2 separate regions of the Hordeum vulgare genome follow, and region 1 is linked to region 2. The links are chromatin contacts, called in public Hi-C maps. All regions are on one chromosome and are shown on one strand. Each heading gives the region's core, a stretch centred on a gene start, on an enhancer-like site or on the middle of the called end of the contact. The rest is flanking DNA. Distances are from core to core; before and after follow the strand shown. Region 1 has its middle 66 kb from the start of LOC123440235. Region 2 has its middle 92 kb from the start of LOC123444366.

Region 1 (6,490 bases), core at 450-2,949, 250 kb before region 2:
CACCGGGTTTGCCAAGCCCGGAAACACTTTGTGGGCGAAGGCACACATCGGTGTTGTCAACATTGGGCATGCGTAGACAGACGAAGATGATGTTGATGATGTGTCCTTTCCAAATTTGCCAGGTCTGGAAACACATCGGGGACGAAGGCACGCGTCAGTGTTGCCAGCACCGGGCATGCGTAGATGAGGGACCTGCACAAGTTATACACTATGTCGAGGAGTCGGAGGGGCCAGCAGAGAAGGAGACTCAACGACGGTTGCAGCGCCAATCGACAGGGGGGATGTCGCCCGCGGTGGTCGGAGTAGATGAAGTGGTCGGGGTAGACGACGGCGACGCTGGCGATGAGCTGATGCTGGACGGATGGCCAAGGGGGTGGACGGGCGGCACGGCTCGGGTGGGCGAGCTACAATGGCGCCGAATAAGAGGCGCAACGTGGCTCGGGTGGGTGAGCCGCAGCGTCGCCGAAAAGGAGCGGCGGCCGCGGCTGGTTAGGAGTGCGGCGGCGATGCTCGAAATAGGCGAGAAAGAACCCGACAGCGTGACAAAGACTAGCATGGATGGTGGCGCTCCGGTGCCAAGGAAGGCAGCGCGACGCATACCACGTAGAGTGGACGCACGGAGACGACAAAGTGGACCGCGAGCCACGGGGCAACTCCCCGAAGGGGCGTCGCAGCGACGGCAGGCTGGTCGGGGCGACGACGTGAAGACCTCCGGGCGGCGACGTGGATCGCGTGGCGCGGCGCTACGCCTGAAGGGGCGCCGCAGCGGCGGCATGCAAGTGAGGGCGACAACGGAAAGACCTCAACGCTCTAATACCATGTTAGAAGGCGGAGAAGGATTGATACATAATCATCTTAAAATACAAATCAAGGCAAGAACAAATTTTAATATATTTATGTTTTCTAAACAACCGCATATTCAACAGTATGTATGAACAAATATTGCATAATGCGAGAACGAACGAATATTGTATGGTGAATTAAGATCCAACTATAGCACAAGATCGACAACAGAAAACTGAATCCCCATGAACGTGCACATATTCCATACAAGAGACATTTGTAAAATAATTTTGCTACTTGTATTGTATAAGTACATTAGTATACTAACAAAATCGTTCTGCAGATACCATTCAGCATGGATGGTGAGCTATCCCAAAAACAAAACCAAAAAAAAAAAAATCGTTCTGCAGATGGCAGCTGCTGTAGATCAAGGTCAAATCACCAGCCATCAGTAAATGAAGCCGAGAAACCACCAGGGATCAGTAAACTAAGGCGTCAAATCGCCCTCGACGAGCAGATTAAGCTGGCAGCGACCTAGTCAGACAGAATCACATAAGCGAGCGGCCCTGCAGCTCTCCTCGAGATTACTACGTAGAATCCTATACGAATCACCGGCACTCCTCCTCAGTTTACAGGCAACTTGCAACGGTTTTAACGACCGCCCGCGAGCCACCCCATGCACGCGCCCTGCCAGTCCCTGCGCGGCGCGGCGGCATGCATCACGGAGCCCATTGGTTTTCCGCAGGATCCAATGGAACGGAGGATATGCATCCATGCATGCACGGCAATGGCGATGACGTGGAGCTCGTGCGCCGGGGCCGGGGCGCCGAGATCCCCAGCGAGATACGCATGTCCGTCCATCCGCCTCGGCCGGGAAGGGACCTCTGCGCCTGCATGTGGCCGTGTTCGTTAGGTGCGTGCCGCCGCGGCGCGCACATATACGCGTCGCATGTGCGTGGGCTGCCTGCCGTCTTGACCCGTCGGGACCTCCGGTGGCTGGTGGTTTCGGCATGGAGATACGACGGGTGGTGGTCGTTGCAGCGTTGGCCGGCCGATCGTCGGCTCGGATCCATGCATATATCCGATGCTCTCGTCAGGGCCCAGGGTTCGGGCGATCAGATTCAGATCGTGCTGCTCGCTGGACGGCTACGCTTCTCAATGGTTGATTCATATCGTCTATCTATGATGCAATGCAAATGTACGTACGTCAAGCTGTCGCCGTTGAAGGTGCCAAGGAATCGTCGCATCGCATCCATAGCTACCATGGATATATGATATGCATGTTGTGGTAACCAGCGGCTGAAGCGATCGTAGGTCGATGCGTGCTGCCACCTGCCCACTAGGCGCTACTAGCAGGCAGGCAGGCAGCAACCACCGGCCGGCAGCTGATCAAAACTTCGATGCAGTTTGCCTCACTGCTAGCCTGCCTCTGCTGCCTACTTGCATGCATGTGCACAAGTTCTAGAGCTCGGCCTGCATTTGTTATTGAGTCGGCAAATCGCTGTAAAAAGTATCAATCACCAACTTGCCTCATGGACGGTTGTAAACAAGAAACAACTTGGTACCTGATTGCAGCATTCACCGAGAATTAGAAACTGAACAAGCATCTTCTGAACCGGTGCAGATCATCACAAATTCATAGCATCGCGGCAACCGAGATTCCGGAATAACCCAAAACTAACAAAAGGGAATCATAATCTTCGTCGAATATCGCATAGGAACAAGTGTGCCAGTGATCTTCACAGGGCGCACAAGTCGGTAAGATCTTCTCAACAGAGAAAGAAACAAGTGTGCTTGTACATGTATATGTAATGTAGCAGTGTGCCCAACACCAGCACATAGCAATAGTGCGTTTGCTGTCAGGTCACACTTGTCCCAGCCGATAATGTGTTGCTTATAGATCATGCAACAACGCTATGGAAAATTCAAGGTAAACCATGATAGTACAACCTTCATCCGAAATTAACTGTCCCTGAAATGAGTGTACTCGACTTATTGGCTGTCCTTTTTTGCGGGATAGTACATAGTTGCTGTCGATTATTTAAGTCAAGGAATTAGACTAATGTTGTGTATATTTTTAATAAAAAATGGAAGGGGAAGCCTACCTTTCACTGGAAAAAACTAAGTCGATCCCATGCATTCTTTCACTGTTTCACCCACCAGATAATTCCTGCTGGTTATTTCCAACATTTAAGAAAATGCATTCAAATATGAATGATGAATGTATCAAACCGCAAAGATCCATTATAAATGAACTCAATTATTGTTCAACCTTGGTGTATCGCATTCCATCATTTTTCATTTATGCACCCATTTTTTCCCTAATAATACCATCCGGAAGAATCTCATACCGATGTCACTGGACCACTGCATTTCAGGGTTCAGGAAAAATAATAAAATATGAAAAAACTGGTTGTACAATAAAATTATAATAATCCATTTTTTGTCAAATGCCCCTAGAGAAACACAAAAGTCATAGGCCTAACCCCGTCAACAATTGTACTAGCAAATAATGTTGACTAGATTCTGATGCTCTAATTCTTAGCAGACTTTGATTCAAAATATATATAATCTTGGCAGACAATATGGATTATAATAATACTGAAATGTGGATTATATCATAGCACAGTTGCAGAAAATGAGCAGGCATGTAATTGGGCCTGATATTTGTTTCCAAAAGACCCTTGTGAAAGGCCTAAAAATGTTTACAATAATGCTGCCGAAATGCAGATACGATACTATATGGTCCAGGCATTTTCCTATTTGGCGCTGCAGCGCCGGTTAAAGTGCAAAATTTGATGCACTATTTTCAGATTCGATGATTTTTTTAAAAAAATTGATGAACTTTTTTCAAATTTGATGTTATTTTTTTTATAATTTGATGATTTCCAAATGTGATTAAAGTTTTTAAAAATTGATGAACTTATTTTTAAATTCGATGAACTTTTTTCAAATTGTACGTTTTTTTTGTCAAATCTGTGAACTTATTTCGAAATTTCATCAACTTTATAAACTTCATGTTTTTTTAGTTCTTGATTTTTTTGAATACACAAACTTCTTTTGATTTTGTGAACGTTTTTTAATAATTGATTTTTTTGTACATGCTTGTAACTCTTTTTTTTGAAATCTGAGAATTTTCAAGTGTTGTTCACATTTTTCCAAAAACAGTCACGTTTTCTGGAACTGAATACAAGAAATTCGAAAATCTAAGCTATAAAGAAAATTGTACAAAATTTTGTGCAATAAATAATGCGGCTACAATCGTTCTATGATACACGCGATGAATTCAGTCACTAGTGCTAAGTAGGTGTGGTGGTTAGCCTAACACATTCACTAGTGTAAGGCTGCATATTCGATTCCAGTAAAATGGCTATTTTTTTAGTTATTTTTTGCTACAGAATAGAATTCGCGTTTGTGTCACATTCGTGGGTCGGCCCGGCCGACGAGGGTCTGCTGTAAGCGCCAGTTCCCATTCGCGGCGCTGAAAGCGCTGCATAGGAACACCCATGGTCCAGGGCGTTGCCAAAAAAGAGATGGGCCAGGTCCTAGTTCAGAAAACAAAGATGGTCCACTCTCGGTAGGAAACGAGCGGACAATTTTTCGTTACGCTAAGGTCTTTTTCGAGCGGTTTTCTGGTTCCTTGTTGTTTTCCCACGTTTCTTTTTTATATTTTTCGTTCTATTTTTTGGTTATTTACAAATTTATTTATTTATTTCTTGGTTTAAAGGTATGTTTCTTTTTATAAATTTTATTTATGTATTTTATATAATTTCTACTTTTAAAAAATTCATGAGCATATTTTCTGTTTGATATTTTTGCAATTCATGAAGATTTTTTGAAACTAATTAATAATGAAAATCTGTTAAGATTTTTTGGTACATTCAAACATTTCTTAAAATTTTAAAATATGAAGTTTGTAAATATAATATTAAATGTTTTTGCCACTCTTTTCTATTTCTCAGAAAATTTTGTTGAAATTATAAATGGTGGTTTGAAAATTTGACTATTTTTTTATAAAAACATTAAACATTTTCAAGCTCTCAAAACTACAACAACCATGTTTTTTCAAAGAAAAACTACCAGAAACCAAAAGAGCATAACATGACAACAAAGTGCTCAAAGCAACGTGAAGTGGGTCAGCATAGGAACATTAGCTATGTGAGTTACGTTATGAGTTAAATAAAGTGTACTGTTTCTAGAAAATACCCCCTCCGTAAATTAATATAAAAGCGTTTAGATCACTATTTTAGTTATCTAAACACTTTTACATTAATTTACAGAGATAGTACTATGTGAGTTACGTTGTCATGCTCGCTTGACCATAATTTTGACCCAATAGGAACTCTACAAAAATAGTTGTTATCTCCATGCACAAACATTAATGAGTGGGGCATCGGAAGCCCACACACTAAGGGGTGTTGCAGCACCCATAGCAAATTGCGCCAAAACAACAATACTTCAGCCGCAGAACACACACACATGCGCCGTACACCACTTACCTTTAGCTAGGGTTTCGTCCTCTCGACGGCGATCTCGCCACAATTGAGTCAAAAAGCTTTATTCCTTCCCTCCGACCGGACAAGGGCTTCGATTCCTTCTCGGTTTTGAGCTTCCTCGTTGGGGTCAGGATAGGTTAGGTTTACCCACCTTCATATACCCGGTTGCAATAGATTGGGTTAGGTTTTGCTGAATTATGTCTACGGAGAGAGGAGGGGGCTCGGCTATGGCCGGCAGCTCTTCTTCCGCATCTGAGATTGAGAAGCTGGTGGCGGAGCTTGGTCTCCACGTAGGCGACATGGACGACGTGGTGGTGGACGAGTCTGAGGTGCCACAGGATGCTGCTAGATGCCTTGCGGTGGCGCGAGTTCACATTGATAAACCCTATAACGAGGGATGGTTTTTCAGAAACATGCGTACTCCATGGAGCCTTGCGCAACCGGTCAATTTCAAGCTGCTCGAGTAGAATCTATACACACTTCAATTCCATTGCGTTGTCGACTCGGAGCGAGTCATGGAGGAAAGACCTTGGAAACTCCGTGGTAATGCAATCATAATATAACGACCATGATGCGGTCCTTTCCGATCTCGGGGTCGAGGCCCCCAAATAGGAAAGAAGCGCATCTAAGCGTTTCGCAAGCAAGTAACATAGCACAAATAATAATAAAAGTAGACAATTCGGGATTCAACTGTCTTCTCATTAATAACTCAGAGTACATCACATATACAATCAAGGTAGTTCTGCTACGGACTACCAAACATGAAAATGCTATGCTACCCTGCCTGCAGGCCCACGATCACGACCATGCCTCAGTCCTCTGGATAGTTCACGTAGAGGCGGTCTGTCTCCTCGTCGTACTGCCACGCCAGCTGAGTGCCGTTGGGATCATCTGTCTCTGGGTACCTGTACCTGTTGAGAGTTTCGGAGGAATCCGTGAGTCACGGGGACTCAGCAATCTAAGACCCTGGTGCCACAACTAGTCATGTTATTAGGTAGGATAAGGGTGAAGTGTTTAAGGCTGCAACATCCTAAGCTTGATTTAGTGGCTAACTTACGTAAAGCAATTATGAATGTGGTCTATACTAGCGGTCGTGATTACTTGATCACTAAGTGATCCTGAACACCTACCTACGGCATTCATAACCCCACTGTGTTCCCGTTCGAAGAGAGATCTTCGAGGGGACATTCACGGTTACGCACACAGTTGGC
Region 2 (6,472 bases), core at 1,151-3,650:
TGTCTTCATCCGCATACCCCAAGGTGACAATAATTAGGATTCTTTTCGGTGATTGCCGTAGTTTGAGAAGTTCATGTATTCACTATGTGTTAATGCTTTGTTCCAGTTCTCTATTAAAAGGAGGTCTTAATATCCCTAAGTTTCTAATAGGATCCCGCTGCCACAGGAGGGTAGGACAAAAGATTTCATGCAAGTTCTTATCACAAGCACGTATGACTATATACGGAATACATGCCTATATTACATTGACGAATTGGAGCTAGTTCTGTGTCGCTCTAGTGTGTAAGTGTTACGTGATTGATGTCATCCATATCTTTCCATCGCTCATCCATGTGCCTATGCTTTACAAATACTGAATCTTGCTAAGTTACTAGTGATGTTGTTATTGTCACACCTCCTACTGTTACTAGTATTACTAAAATTGCTCTTGTCATTGTTATTACTACTATTATTTGTCATGATACTAAATCTTTATTGTATAGAGATATCCCAGGTGTGGTTGAATTGACAACTCAACTGGAAAGACCTATAACTATTCTTTGGCTCCCCTTGTGTAGAATCAATAAATTATGTTGAAATACTATCCGTGAACACTATCGCGGTCCCCTATACTTGTGGATTATCACTCCACATCGTTGTCCCACAAAAACCCCCACTTCGGGCGCCTCACTCCGAACCCTAGCTCACTCTCTCTCGCTTCGTCCTCTCCTCCCCCTCTTCGATTCCGATCCCATCCACTACAAAATCAAGCTCCGCGAGTCGCTTTGACCCCGACCTCGACTACGACTCGGAGCTCGCCCTCCGCATCACATTGAAGTGGTCCAAGGTGGACACCGGCAACACGTTCAGGTCTGGAGCGGTAGCGCGAACGCCGGAGCTAGACCCTCCCGGTCAGTGCCTGCCCCGCCTAGACTGTGCAGTCAGCACTGGCCCCGTGCCGCCTTCTTTCCCCGCCGATTGCTCCTCCACGCGGGCAGCGATGGGTGCTAGTGCCTGCACCACCGTCCTAGAGGCGCACTCCGAAATCGGAGGCAAGCGTCACCTGCTGTGAGAGGCAATGGGCAAGGGAGAGGGAAGCGGGAGAGCAGTCCACGCGTCGTCGTCGTGTGATGCCTGCACAGCCCGATGAGAACGAACGCCTCCTCGTCTCAATGTACCACAGGTCCCTCATGACGGTGGAGACGAACGCTTAGCACCTCCAATGGAATAATGCAAAGATGTGCCCGCTTTCTATCGAGCAGTCGGAGCGGATACGATGGAGGCAACGACGAAAGCAACTCAGATCGCCAAGCTAAAGCGGGAGCAAGACATGGCGGTCTGTCGGATGAATGGGCTCATCGCCCTCGTGGACTCCGACGACGAAGACGGCGGCAACTGCACCTCCTCCGACGACGACCAAGACCCTGTCCTAGTCGCGGACGGCTAGAGTTGTGCCGACGACCGGAATGGTAAGGGCCCGACGAGGAAGTCCTCATCTCCCCCCCCCCCCATCCGCATTGTTTATATAGTTTTTAGTTATAGAAATCTATTAAGTATGTCGGGTGAACTTAAGATGATCTTTTGGGTGATGTTTAATGGCCGTTTGTAGCCGGCCTTGTGTTCGTTTGCTTCTGATTTTGTTGTCTGATACTTGATCACGTAGAGTAGTTCCACGTTGGATGTATAGTATATGGATATAGGGTGTCCGATATAAAATATGTGAATGCATAATACCAAATATGAGACGTGTCCGATCAGTGCACGTGGACGTAGAGGTTTGAGGGGTTGGGTTTCAAGTTACAGTTATAGGTGCTCCAAGTTGGTCAAAGTTGCCTAATCTTAGATGTGGCAACCTACGTATACTATCTCACTTCCGGTTTATAGGGCTCAATTCAAAAATCTCATCAACTAAGGTAGATGATGAGTGGTGAAATAGTTTTTATAGTTTGTAAAAATACTTAATTAATGTGCTCATTTTACTCAAAAGATTGTGTTTATCAATGCATTAATTACAATGCATGCATGCATAAACAATAATTTTAACATTCATTGATCAAAAAATTTAATCTTTTCATGCAACGAGTTAATACACCTTATAATCTGAATATGTGATGGGGGATTAATCGAACTGAGACTTATAAAACGGAAAAACTAAAATGTTGAGATAAACTCTATAAACTGAAACGAATGTAGAAACTGAAAGGAATAAAATAGTTACAAACCAAACATCCTTGGGCAAAAATTAACTAAGTACGTACAGGATTCGCATCGCTATCGAGGCACTTGAGTTGAGCAGGTCAGGTACTTACCGGGAAACAAACGAAAGCACCCATTGGTCCTTGTTAGGTCAGTACCTCGGGCCCATCTCCTCAGTGTGTCCATCGGACACGAAGAAAGGGTTCATGGAACCCGAGCTTGGCGGGAACTGCGCGGTGGCACACCAGCTGCCGAGGCGGGACTGACGGGGACAGCCGGACAGGTCGCGTCGGTAACCCCATTCCACGCAGACACGCCGTGGGACCTTCTCTCTTTCTTGGCTCGGCGCTACTTTTGGCGCTGGCGTTTTGGGAAGTGGAAACGTGGAGCAGCGTGCTCCTAGGTAGTCACGGGTTCCTCAGCCAGCCACTCGTTGTAGGTGAGCATGAGAGTGCATGTACTTGAATGCAAAAAACTCCAGGAGAATGCAGATGACATATGCATTCCCAATTTATTTTACTACAGTATTCATTTTGAGAGGGTTGCCGTTGTGACGGAGAGATATGAACATGTCCAACGTGCAACTTTGGGACATGGGCTTTACCGTACTGCTGCATTGAAGAGTTCGAAATCAAAAGCTGCCGGAATCAAAGAAAATCAAGAGCTGTTGCTGCAATCCACAGCCGCATCCAAGAATTCAAAATCAAAAGCTGCCGGGCTCAAAGAAAATCAAGAGCTGTTGCGAAAATCCACCGCCTTGCTATTCGCCAGGAAAGAGCAGCTATTCGGGGTGTCTAGACTCATGTGCATTCACGATGAAGTTTCTTTTTTCATAAAGATACTAGAAAATTGAAAGCATTCCAATTATTATTTTTGTATGGTAGATAATTTGATACGTGAAGTGCTTTAAATTTCAGATCATTTGAACATCTAAATAGTTCTCGGCAAAAAAAATTAAGGTCTCAAAAAAGTTTACTGTTTATGTATTATTTTAACTTTTTTTTGCTGAGAGATACTCATATGTGCAAATGGTCTAAAATTTGAAGCACACCTCTTGCATTAAATTATCTACCATATAAAAAAATGTTAAGTTCTCTGATTTTTTTTAATTATTTTCTTATTTTTTTTCTGATTGGATGCAAATGAGCCTCGATTCAAAAATAGATATCCAAATTTGGTTGTGATGTAGCATGAGCGGTCGCGCACGATGCTAAATCCACCATATATAGTTATTATTATAGATTATAAGAGAAAGATCAAGCGAGATGTTTCGGCTCTAAGCGCAGATGAGCCCAGAAGTGAACAACCTTTTTATTCAAAATATCCAAAATATGTGAAGAAAGATGACTGAGTGCATGATGTCCATCCAAATTTAAGAGCGTTCTCAGAAGCTCTCATAAAAATGACAAATTTGGGGTATATAAAAAAGTTATTGTTTGTGCATTGTTTGAATCCATTTTTTTAGAGCTACTCACATATCCAAATGCTTTAAAATTTGGCACAAACCTCACGCATTAAAATCTCTTTCACGCAAAATATGAGAAATTTTAAATTCTTTCTACATTTGTTTTGATTTTATTGTTCACCGGTTAAACATGAGCTCCGGGCTTAGAATAAAATACTCGAGAAAGGTAACAAAAGAAAACAAAATTTGAACTCGCGTTCAGGGAGGAGCTGAGAGCAACTAGTTAGTGAGCGTTCTTTCAGGAATCTTTCAGCGAGCACTACCACGTGTCGCCACTTACCGCGTTCTCAGCCGCCGCCACGTGCCGCTTTCTAAGTGTTTTCTTCGGATTTCATTTTTTTCGCACGTGTTTTTTCCTTTTTAGATTAGTTCTTTCTCAAAAACAAATTGTGTTTCGGTTTTTTAGTGCTTCTTTAGCCTTTTGATGAAAAAAACACAAAAAAATCCAAAAAAAGCGTGCTTTCTGCTTTTTCCGCTAGAGGCATGGTTTTGCTTCTGCGAGAGGCGCAGTTTTGACTCTCGAGGGGCACGGTTTTGCCTCTCGAAAACGAAAAAAACGTGTTTTCTGTTTTTTTTTTAAAAGACGTGGTTTTGCTCTTGTGAGAGTCACGATTTTGCTATCGCGAGAGGCACTTTCATGCCTCTCAGAAATAAAAAGAGACATGTTTTCTATTTATTTTTTGCAAGAGGCACGGTTCTACTTTCGTGAGAGGCACGCCCGGGCCTCTTGAAAATAGAAAAACGCATTTTTTTCGTGAGAGCCACTGTTTTACTTCCGCGAGAGGCACGATTTTGCCTTTGTGAGAGGCATGCCCGTGCCTCTCGAAAAAGAAAAAAGTAAAAAGACGTGTTTACTATTTTTTCCTATCATGAGAGACACTGTTTTTTTATCCTTTTTTCATAAAGTATGTTCGTCAAAAAACTGTCGACATGTGATCTAATTTTGAATATCTCGATGTGAGAAACCCAAAGATGCAAACGGTACGAGATTAGGAAAAAAGGAAGAACTTTCAGGTTGCGACAAATAACGTGCATGCAATGTGTCACTTGTCGTAACCAGAAAAGGTGAGAGTCATTTTTTAAAGGTATACTCCCCAATTAATGATTTCACAATCTGAGGTATTATACGCCGTAAGCCCAACAATAATGTGCACCCGCGTCCGCCTGGATTGGCCCATTTTAGTTTTCAGCCTGGTTATTTAAGGAAGTGGAGTATTTGAGCTCGAGCACAAATCCACCCGCATAAACTGTAAAATTGAAAAAAAACATTTTATAAAATTCTATTTTTTAAAAGTTTGGCAAATGTTCGAAACGATTGCAAATTTTCATCATGAGATCACATTAGAGGAAAGCGTGACGAATAACAGAAACAATGAATTTTTAAACACCGATTTTGTTTTTTTTCCATGGTTTACACGAATGCGGTCTCATAATAAAAATTTACAAGCACTTAGAAATTTGTCAAAGTTTATCACAAAAAAACTTCATAATTTTTTGAAATGATTTTGATTTTTTTAGGATTTACTATTCATGTGGGTCTTTTGGAGAACAAGCTCAAAAAGGTACTTTCTGTTATTTACTTTGTTTTATTCTGTTTTAATCTCTGGCTTTAAGTAGGCATTTTTTGTTATCCACTACTTCTGATATTTCTATGCAATGTCAATTGTTCAGTTTCGAATAAATTAGTGCTTTTATTTTCTTGCAATAATTTACTTTCCTTTTATGGTTTGTTTATTATTATTAGTTAAAAGTAAGTATATTTCATTTATTTTTATTTTTAGTATATGAACATGTATTCATATGAGAATGTATTCCACAGAAAAAAAATCTATGAACTGTATTTAAATATCCATTGGACAATTATTTAGTAAAATAATATATATTTTAAATAAGTGACGGACATTTACTTTCTTATAAAGGAATATATTTTATCTAGTGAATAATTTTTTATCTTCCATAACAATTTTTAAACTGATATTTATCAAAACTATACGGAACTTCTTAACTAAAATCCTTTTTCCAAAAGAAAATTTTGCAAATAAAATATTAATGGGCTGTGCCAGCAGCCGGCACAAATTCTTTCCTCTTTAAGCATTTGCTATGTTTTTTTAAAGAATATGTGTTGGGAGTCTATTTGGCGGGCCCATCTATATCTCGCTTAGAGCGAGACGTAGGGTGCATTCGCGTCAGGCGCCACCATTAATGGTCCCGCCCGGCACGCGGGAGCCATCTTTTTTTCCTGTTTTATTTGTTGTTTTGATTTCTTTTTCCTTTTTAATATACTTTTAAATAGTCTATAGAAAAATCTGAAGAATATATAAAATATTTTCCCAAACAACTACCATGTGTATGAACAAATGTTGATCATGTATTTAAAAAAATCTAACATGTATATGAAAATGTTTTCGGTGTATACAGAAAATGTACAATATATATTAAATAAAAGTGGACGCCATATGATATACTTCCTCCGTCCCATAACGTAAGATGTGTTCTTACCGGAAATTGCATTTGAAGCTCGGCCTTCATGGTGGCCTTTAAATTTAAAATCCAAAATTCATGAAAATTCAAATTTCTATATTTTGCATAATTCTGAAAAAAATACAGAGATATGTGAGGGCGTAACACACACGTGTATAAAATTTTAGAAAAAAATACATTGAAGTGAGGCCTGTACAAAACAAACAATTCTGGGGACACATGATATTATTCATCTTACCAGGCCATGAATTTGTCTTTTTTTTGTGCAGTTCATATTTTAAGGTATGTCATCCTAAAAATTTACACATATACACATAACATCCTTCCTTACTTGGATATATTTTTATATTT

The links. A called contact is a pair of places that touch in the nucleus more often than the background predicts.
Region 1: a contact with region 2 is called in a Hi-C map of seedling, with 2.8 times the contacts expected there. The contact joins two enhancer-like sites. A contact is called at or near these places in 2 of 6 Hi-C or Micro-C datasets (leaf and seedling).

The regions. Positions count from the first base shown.
Region 1 is chr3H:478,489,495-478,495,984 of MorexV3_pseudomolecules_assembly, reverse strand. No RefSeq gene overlaps it. Among protein-coding and RNA genes, the nearest start is that of LOC123440235, 66 kb to the right of the region's middle. Within about 2 kb of position 1,699, at least 2 of the 3 cell types and tissues checked have open chromatin away from gene starts, as enhancers often do. A contact at or near this core is called in seedling, where this site is marked.
Region 2 is chr3H:478,235,874-478,242,345 of MorexV3_pseudomolecules_assembly, reverse strand. No RefSeq gene overlaps it. Among protein-coding and RNA genes, the nearest start is that of LOC123444366, 92 kb to the right of the region's middle. Within about 2 kb of position 2,400, at least 3 of the 3 cell types and tissues checked have open chromatin away from gene starts, as enhancers often do. A contact at or near this core is called in seedling, where this site is marked.